Regions from separate parts of the Rattus norvegicus genome. Here all the other regions are linked to region 1. A link is a contact called in public Hi-C data. All regions are on one chromosome and are shown on one strand. The core of a region is the stretch at or near the end of the contact, and the rest is flanking DNA. Distances in the headings are between cores, read along the strand shown.

The links. Hi-C and Micro-C count contacts between places; a contact is called where the count stands out from the background.
Region 2: a Hi-C map of frontal cortex shows a contact between it and region 1, with 2.1 times the contacts expected there. The contact joins the promoter of Zfp865 here to the promoter of Ube2s in region 1. A contact is called at or near these places in 3 of 12 Hi-C or Micro-C datasets (the A7r5 cell line, Schwann cells and frontal cortex).
Region 3: a contact with region 1 is called in a Hi-C map of the A7r5 cell line, with 6 times the contacts expected there. The contact joins the promoter of Zfp580 here to the promoter of Ube2s in region 1. A contact is called at or near these places in 3 of 12 Hi-C or Micro-C datasets (the A7r5 cell line, Schwann cells and psoas muscle) and 1 of 1 datasets of contacts at active chromatin or transcription factors (oligodendrocytes).

The regions. Positions count from the first base shown.
Region 1 is chr1:78,056,223-78,058,928 of GRCr8, reverse strand. It overlaps Ube2s (ubiquitin-conjugating enzyme E2S), which reads right to left and starts at 1,270. Exons shown (of 4, transcript NM_001106224.2): 1 at 1,136-1,270; 2 at 389-536. The coding sequence starts at 1,138. LOC134482885 (a long non-coding RNA gene) reads left to right here and starts at 1,568. Exons shown (of 2, transcript XR_010059564.1): 1 at 1,568-1,705.
Region 2 is chr1:77,832,743-77,835,442 of GRCr8, reverse strand. Zfp865 (zinc finger protein 865) reads right to left here and starts at 1,301. Exons shown (of 2, transcript NM_001134544.1): 1 at 1,191-1,301. The coding sequence starts at 1,268.
Region 3 is chr1:77,816,755-77,819,454 of GRCr8, reverse strand. Zfp580 (zinc finger protein 580) reads left to right here and starts at 1,328. Exons shown (of 2, transcript NM_001317059.1): 1 at 1,328-1,489; 2 at 2,557-2,700. The coding sequence starts at 2,569.

The DNA of each region.
Region 1 (2,706 bases), core at 21-2,520:
ACAGACCAGACACTTGATTTTGAAACTGATTTTTAGCTGACTTTGTATAAATTCAGTTGAAAAATTAGGTCTGAAAAACCTAAGTGGCTTACTTAATACATGGAATCAGTTTATTACCACCTGTTTTCCTTCACAATGCGTTTTCATTTAGTCTCGTTTGCCCTAACGCTTGACAGGTGATCGGTACACTTTCTATTTCTGCTTAATTTATATGCATCCGCAGGTCTCTAGAAAGTCACACTTGGGACAGCTTTAATCCAAGCCTAAGCAAAAGTCCACACTTTGTTACCAGCACCCAAGAGGTTGAATCCTGTTTGTTCCACAGCCACACAACAGAAGACAGAAGAAATCCAGTCAAGTGGCCCCTCCCTTCCGTGCCCACACTCACCAGGGCCCTCGATTGTAACCTGCAGGTCGGTGAGATCCTCCTCATTGGGGAAGACTTTAATGCCATCGGGTGGATCTGCTGTCAGTGTTGTCACCTCCTTGTACACTAGGCGGATGATGTGGGGAGGGAGATTCTCTACATTGGAGTTCTAGGCGCGGAAGGAAAAGGAGAGTGAGCAGCCCGAAATATCTGGGATTAAGGATGCTGGATACCAGAATCCATACTTTATAGGTACGAGGATGTCAATCACTGCCAGTCAAGTAGACCTAGGGTGCTTCTGGCCGTTGCCCCCAAAGAAACACGACGTTGTTTCAGAAAAGGCTTCTACGTGGCTCATCGTGCCCGAACCTCTCAAAACCGCTCGTTACGACGCGCATGGGTCCACCACTGGTTCTAGGTGGCCTAAGGCCTAACCGGAGCCCTTCCCCTACTTAGCCTTGAAATACCCCCACCAATCCCCCCAAAAAAATCAAGAAAGAAAAAGCCTGGGCGAAATGGCGGCGGGATGTCTTGATCCTGAAAACACCCATGGGCGGGCCGCAAGGCACCCAAAGCCCTCCCCAAGATTCTGAGGGCCTCCTGGGCTCCTTCATCGTCTGTAGAAAGGCCCTGGGGCCGACTCCTGGCTCTGGACCTCCAGCCCTGCCACCAAAGCACTCAGAAGCTGGCCAAAAAACACTTGGGACGCCGCAGTCGCCTCTTCTGCCAGAGTCCCCAACCGCCCCTCAGGCCTCCCGCTTCACTCACCATGACTTCAACAGGCCGGGGGCGGGTCCCCCCGGCCCCCTTCCTGCACTCCTCGGACCGCCGGCCGGGGCGGGGGGCCCAACTGCCGGCCGCTGTGGCCCTAGCGAGGCCCCCGAGGGCCCGCTCCGCTCCCCACTAACTCCGACGCCCGCTACAAAACGCACGCAACGTTACGTCTGCCCGTCCGTACTGAGCCGGCCGCGCGCCCAACACCGCACTTTTATAGCTACCCGCAGGCCCCGCCCTTCACGGCACGTCTGGGCTGCTACGTCAACGCGCACGTTGCTTGGCGGTCAATGCGCTTTCCTCCCCCTCCCCCCGGCTCTTCTCAGAATAGGAGCAGAAGTTCGAACCAAGTTTGTGAAGAGGGTTATCCAATGAGGGCTCGCGCCAGCAGAAGAGTAGACCTGAGGAAACCAAGCGGCTAAAAACCCCGAGCAGAGAGAAAGGGGGGAAAAAAAAACCCGCAGAGGCGACGCGGCCGCTGATTGGACCGTTTGAATGAGACGCCGCCACGACTTGGCGTGCGCGCGCGCTCCTGCATGGAGAAAGACGCGCACGCAACTAACGGTTAGCTAGAGGAAGGGGCAGGGCGAGGGAAGGCGGGACTGGAAGGGTTAAAGGAGTGACGGAAGGGTCTTTGACCAATAAAGTGGGGCGTCTGGACTCGTGGGGCGGGTAGAAATGGAGAGCTACTAATGGGAAGCCAGCTCAGCGTGATAGACTCCACCCTTGACCAATGAAATGTCTAAATTTCTTTTGTGTATGCAAATATTATTCTGGGAGGCGGGCGACCTCGCCTGGAAGCTATGGAAAGGCGGAAGTCTGTGTGTATTTGTCTATGTGGCGCCATTTTGTTCTGTGCTCCTGTTTTGTGTTAGGCAGCCCTCAGAAAATCAGGTTGGATGACTCTGAGGGCTTGGACTTCCTGGTCCTCTAGCATATGATTTGTGACCTTTGCCACCCTTAAGTTTCTTTAGTGGCTAGTAAACTCTGGGATTCTTAGGGATGCCAGAGGAAGAAGCCAGGGACGTCCCACGTTCTTATTGAGGGCTTTTATGACTGGCATCTAGATCCTATACACTTCTGTTACGTTTTTGAGAGAATTTCATTATTTAGCCATAACTGGCCTGGAAGTCCTTTTTTAGGGAGGCGGAGTGGGGTGGGTGGGGTTGCTTTGTTTTGTTTGGGCTTTTCAAGACAGGGTTGTTCTGTGCAGGCCTGACTGTCCTTCCTGAAACTCGAGTTATAGACCAGGCTGACCTGAACTCACAGAGATCATCTTCCTGAGTGCTGAGATTAAAAGTATATGCCACCACACCCTTGACTCATAACTTTTATATCCGTCCCCTAGTGTATGGGATAGTGCTGTCCACATTGAGGTCATCTCTTCCCTCACCCTTAACCTCCTGGACCTGTCCTTACATATACTCCCAGTGACTCTTAATAACCATGAAGTGTTAATCCAATTGTGACAGCATGGCAGAGATCTAGAGAGAATTAAACTATCTCCAGGAATCCCATGCTGGGGAGAGAACAAACTGAAGCTTTGACCTCAGAACAGTAGGACT
Region 2 (2,700 bases), core at 52-2,551, 220 kb after region 1:
CTGTCAGTACTCTTAAGGCCGAGCCACCTCTTCAGCCTCATCCCTTGGTTTCTTAACCCTGTTATCCATGATCCAGAATTCTTGCTGGATCCATTCTGACATTTTCCCCTTCTTGCCCCAAATATACCATAGACATGGGGGTGCCTCTCCTCTGTACTAGTTAAAAGCCTCATAATTTATTCCCCTTAGAATGCAAAACATCACTCAAAGGGAATCCCTGTTCCTGCCTCTGCCCCTCATTATCCACCTCTCCTAGAGTGCCCAAATGGACCTTGGAAAATGTAGATGAGGTCATCACTTTTCACCACTCCAAGCCCTCCAGTTGCACTTAAAACCTCGTGTCCTTCCTATAATATCAAACATGATCTGGATCCTGCTTATCTCACCGATTACAGTGTAAATATAAGCCGGCACCCAGCTGACTTCTGCCATTTCAATTTAGCTCCCACCACCCCCACTCTGAGTGTACGTCTTATTTCTCTTTTTTTTTTCTTTTCTTTTTTTTTCTTTTTTCTATTTTTCGGAGCTGGGGACCGAGCCCAGGGCCTTGCGTTTGCTAGGCAAGCGCTCTACCACTGAGCTAAATCCCCAACCCTACGTCTTATTTCTCTTATAGGACATAAATTCTCTTTATCATCACTTTTTCTCCTCATAAGACTGCAAGCTGCAAGAGAACGCAATCGTTGTCCATTTTGATCCCCTGGAACTTTAAATGTTTGCTGAATGAACCTATATTTTGAGTTACTTTTCAGTCACTAGTTAGAAGTTCTAAAGTCATCTGAAGCTCCCATATCTCCTCCCTTGCGCATTCGTAAGGCAGTCCTTATATCATCAAATGCCATCCCAACATGGTGACAGGATTATAGCTCTCCTTTGAGGTCACCTTCCCAACCATCCACTAGCCCTATAATTTCCCTGATGCCCCTCCCATTTAAGACTCCACACTTCTTTATGCAAATAACACCCCTTGTCTTCTCCCAGTACTCATCCAGGCCCAAGACACAACCTGTCCTCAGGACCCACCTCAACCAGGCCTTGCTCCTCATTCCCAATAGGCTCCTCCTTAAACCCCGCCCCAGAGTGTTACCATACCCCCGCCCAATTCTCCTAGGCCCCGCCTTGACCCCGCCCCCTGCCCTGCGATGTCTTCGCCGTGAACCCCCGGCCCAGACCCCCTTCATCGCCCGCACCAGGTCCGGCGGCTCCGGGGATAGCGACTCCTGGGTCGGTGAGCTCGGAATCGGGGGATCCGGGCGCGCGGCGGCCATCTTGTACCTAAGCCCTGTCCCTGAGGGCAAAGATTGCTCCGTGAGGGGTGGGGTCCGGGCTGGCGGCGTTGCGCATGCGCGGGGCAGGTCGACGAGGGGCGGGGTCATAACGGGTATATGGGCGGGGCCGTGGGGGGTGCAATAGGCCGAACGCGGCAAAAATTCAATACCTGTCAGTCCCCCACGTAGATAGACTGAACTTGCAGCTGGGAGGTCGGCCACACCCTAGCGACGAATTCCGACGTCTCCCCACTTTTTATTGTCTAAGCATGTTTTCACTCTGTATTCCTGTCTGGCCTAGAACTCTCTATGTTAGACCGAGATGGCCTCGAACTCACAGAAATCTGCTTGCCTCAGAGTCACTATGATTGGCCTGCCAAGTCCCTTTTTAAAACTAACTCCGCTGGGGTTGGGGATTTAGCTCAGTCAAGGCCCTGGGTTTGGTCCTCAGCTCCAAAAAACAAAAAACAAAACAAAACAAAAACAAAAACAAAAACAACTAACTCTGCCAGGCATGGGATGTTGTTTTATGTCACAGAAAACGTTTCTGGGGTTACTTTCAATTCATAGTGCTCAGTTTATGAATGGAAGGTTTTATAAGTCTGTGCCAAGAATGGGACTCATGAGTGGCAGCTCAGGTGATTTCAGCCAGAAGCAAACCCCTGCGAATTGCTGTGATGTTTGAGAGAAAAGAGCTCAAAGAAGGTTTTCAGCAGCACTAGGGACAGGGCTCTATTGAGAGTTCAACTCACTCCAGGGCCTGACTCCTCCTCTTCTGCTCCTCTTTCCATTCTCGCCTCCATGTTTCCTGCCTTCTGACAAGGCCCCAAACAGTGAGAGCTGGCCTCTAACTTTTTATGTCTATGCTGCCTTGAACTCTATTTTGATTTTTAAAAATCTTCTTTCCTTCTCTTTTTTCCCTCTCCTCTCTTCCTTCTTTCTTCCCTCCTCCCTCCCCTCCCTCCCTCCTCCTCCTCCTCCACTTCCTCCTCTTCCTCTTCCTCCTTTTATGGGCGCTCTGCTTGCATATATGTCCATACACCACATGTCTGTAGTGTCCACAGATACCAGAGATGGCGAAGCTAGAGAGGGTTGTCAGCTGTCATACGGAGGCTGCCTTAACTTCTGCGTTATCTCTCCAGCCCTGGCTTTGAACTCTCGATCTTTCTGGTACTGTTAATACAGGCATGCACCCCCCCATGCCCAACTTCATTCCTCTCTCTTCTGTACAGACCTTTAGAAGTGTGTGCAAACAGCTAGAAAAGAGACACGGGAATGCATTGAAACTCTATTTGGCTAGACCAGGAGACCCGAACATTTATCATCTTGGCTAAGATTTCTGTTCTTTTGTGGGGTATGATAGCATTTCTGCTTGCAGTTACACGTGGCCATGTGATTTCCTTTAGCTAGGAAGGTTGAGAACCACTGGCTC
Region 3 (2,700 bases), core at 79-2,578, 240 kb after region 1:
TCCGCCATGCCTCATAGAAATTATAGCATTTGTCACCGATGGGAAAGATATTGGATAATTCTTCAAGGGGTAGTCCACTCTTTGGGGTGGCGTTGTCCTTGGGCTGGGCATCAGACTAACCCTCTCTCCCTCAGCTATTTCCAGCTGTTGCCCCCTCCCAACTCCCAGTACATGAATCTAGGACTTATCCCTAGATGGGTCCCAACCTCCCGTAATTGCTTCTCATACCAGAGTGCATCTTACAAATATGAAGTGTCTTCACTGGCCCAGGCTGCACCTGCAATGTTACTTCATGAACACTGGATGCTCGGACCCTCCTCGAAGAGCCCCAGCATGCCAGCTACCCTGGGCAGCGGGTGCTGGTGACCCACCACTTCTACCCATTCCGGAGAACCAGCTTCCTTGCCTGTGTATATGACAATGCTTGACTTTCTCTGAGCCTCAGCTTCCTCATGTATTCAAGTCCAAACCTTCCTGTGCCTGTGCCTAGGAATGGCTGGCCTCCTCTGGGCTTTACTTTTCCCCACCAGATCACTGGCAAGAATCACGGCTGCTCCCCACCCTTATTTTAAGATGCGATTTCATGTAACCCAGGCTGGCCTCCAACTCGCTATATTGAACTTCTGATTCTTCTGTTTCAAGCTATCACACCCGTTTCTTTTGTAGTGCTGGGGCTCGAACCAGAGTGCATGTTAGGTTAGCATTCTATCGACTGAGCTATACCATCGGCCCTGTCCCCATTTTTATACCTAGCAAGCAAGCTCCAGTTTTCAGATTCCCTAAATGCTCAGCCGGAACTAGCACATTTTCCTTTCTCTGTCAACATCTGGTGTCTCCAGCTTCTGTTTCGCCACATATACTTTACCTAATCTGGCAACGTCTTCTTTGGGTATTGATTTCCCTCTTTCTAAGATGTGAGGATTGTGACCCTACCAAACCACAACAGAGATCTGGCTTCTGGACCTTAGTTTCTCCATTTGCTCATCCAACAGAAACACATCCTTCTCTAACCTGCTGCCTTGAGTGGTTTTGCCTGAGCGGAAAGGGGAGGCAGGGTGGAAAGACAACAAACTGTACATTCCAATTCTTTATGGATGGCTTGCGAGACTTCACGGTATTTAGCTTCAATATACTGGTCACTCAAAGAAACAGAATGGCTCTTTCCGTGAATGGCACGCAGCTGGGAACTGTTCTTTTGCAGGTCCTTCTTGTTGGCTACGCGCCACCCCCACCCTTTACGCGCTCCCTTTAGAGCCGTTGACTCCAGCCTCGGAACCTTCGTCTGTGGAGCGTGCGTTTCTGAACGGTGCTCTTTCCCAGGGACGCCGTCGCCCCTCGCGCCCCTGCGCCCCCCGACCCGCGTCCCCGGCGCCGCCGGCCCGGAGCTGCCCGGAAGCTCGCTCCTACCGCGGCGCTCGTCAGGGCAAGCCCGGGTCCGTCCGGGACCTCGGCCCCGTTCTCCCCCGGACCCGAGAGGCTGCTGCACCGGGTACGGGGGCCGGGATGGAGGGAGGAGCCTGGCTTGGGCAGGGCGCGAGGCCGGCAGGTCTCTGGGTGTGGGTCGGAGCGGTGAGGCGACGAAAGCGACGCCCAGAGCCGGAGAGAGGAATGTCGGGAGGCCAAAGCTCCTTATGGAAGCCAGGGGAGTAGGAAGGCCCTACGGGATATAACGGGACGGGGTGGTTTAGAGGACCAGTGTTGCTGGAAGTCCCCAGGCTAGGGGTCATGCATCATATAGCCTGGGAGGTGAAGAGGGATCAGAGATGCCAGCTGTAACTAGAGAGGAGGGACCAAGGTTAGGGGTTTCTGTTTGGGAGCAAGAAACCAGAGGTCTATGACTGAGAGTGGAAAGATGCTCCAAGGTGGTGGCGGCGACGGAGAGAAAAACGAAGATGTCAGGATACTTTGTGGGTGGAGACGGTGGTGAATGAAATGAAACAAGATGGGGGCGATTATTGAAGGCAGGCAGTAGAGAATGAAGTACAGACGATGGGTTTCCCGGAGTGGAAAGAGAATGGGAGACCTTTAGGTGCAGAGTGTGGGGATGACATAAAAAACCCTGGATGGGAAGTGGGGAATTGGGTTAGTGGAACTCCGGATAAGTATCTAGAGAGGAAACTTGAGGCGACAACTGTGGAGATTGGGAAGGCTCTGAAGGTATTGAGGACCTGAGGGAAAGGACTGAGCCAGAGCTTGAGTAAAGCTCTGAGAAAGAGGAATGGGTAGATGGGAGAAAAATCTCGGAGGCTCTGGAATGTGAGATTAGAGAGGACCTAAACTGAAAAAGAAAGAAATGGACTTGGAGATTGATTTCAGTGGGTGGGGGTGAGCGGAGGGAATCCGAAGGATGTCTGAGGTTCTGACCTGAGTCGGGTGAAGCCGGGTGTTACCAAGCCCTGGTGTCCAGAGATGGGGACTGGAATCACTTTTTACTTTGAAGGGAGGTAGGTCAGTAGCACAGTCTGGCAGAGAATGGGAACACCTTCCTTTTTAGGATTTTTTTTTTTCCTGAAAGGAAGAGAGGATCTTAACTTCTCTTCCCTCCGCCGCTCCCAGCTGCCGCTCCAGATGCTGCTGCTGCCGCCGCGGCCACCCCACCCTCGGTCCTCCTCTCCGGAGGTCATGGACCCACCGCCCCCCAAGACTCCCCCTTTTCCCAAGGCGGAAGGCCCCTCCTCCACTTCTTCCTCGGTGGCGGGG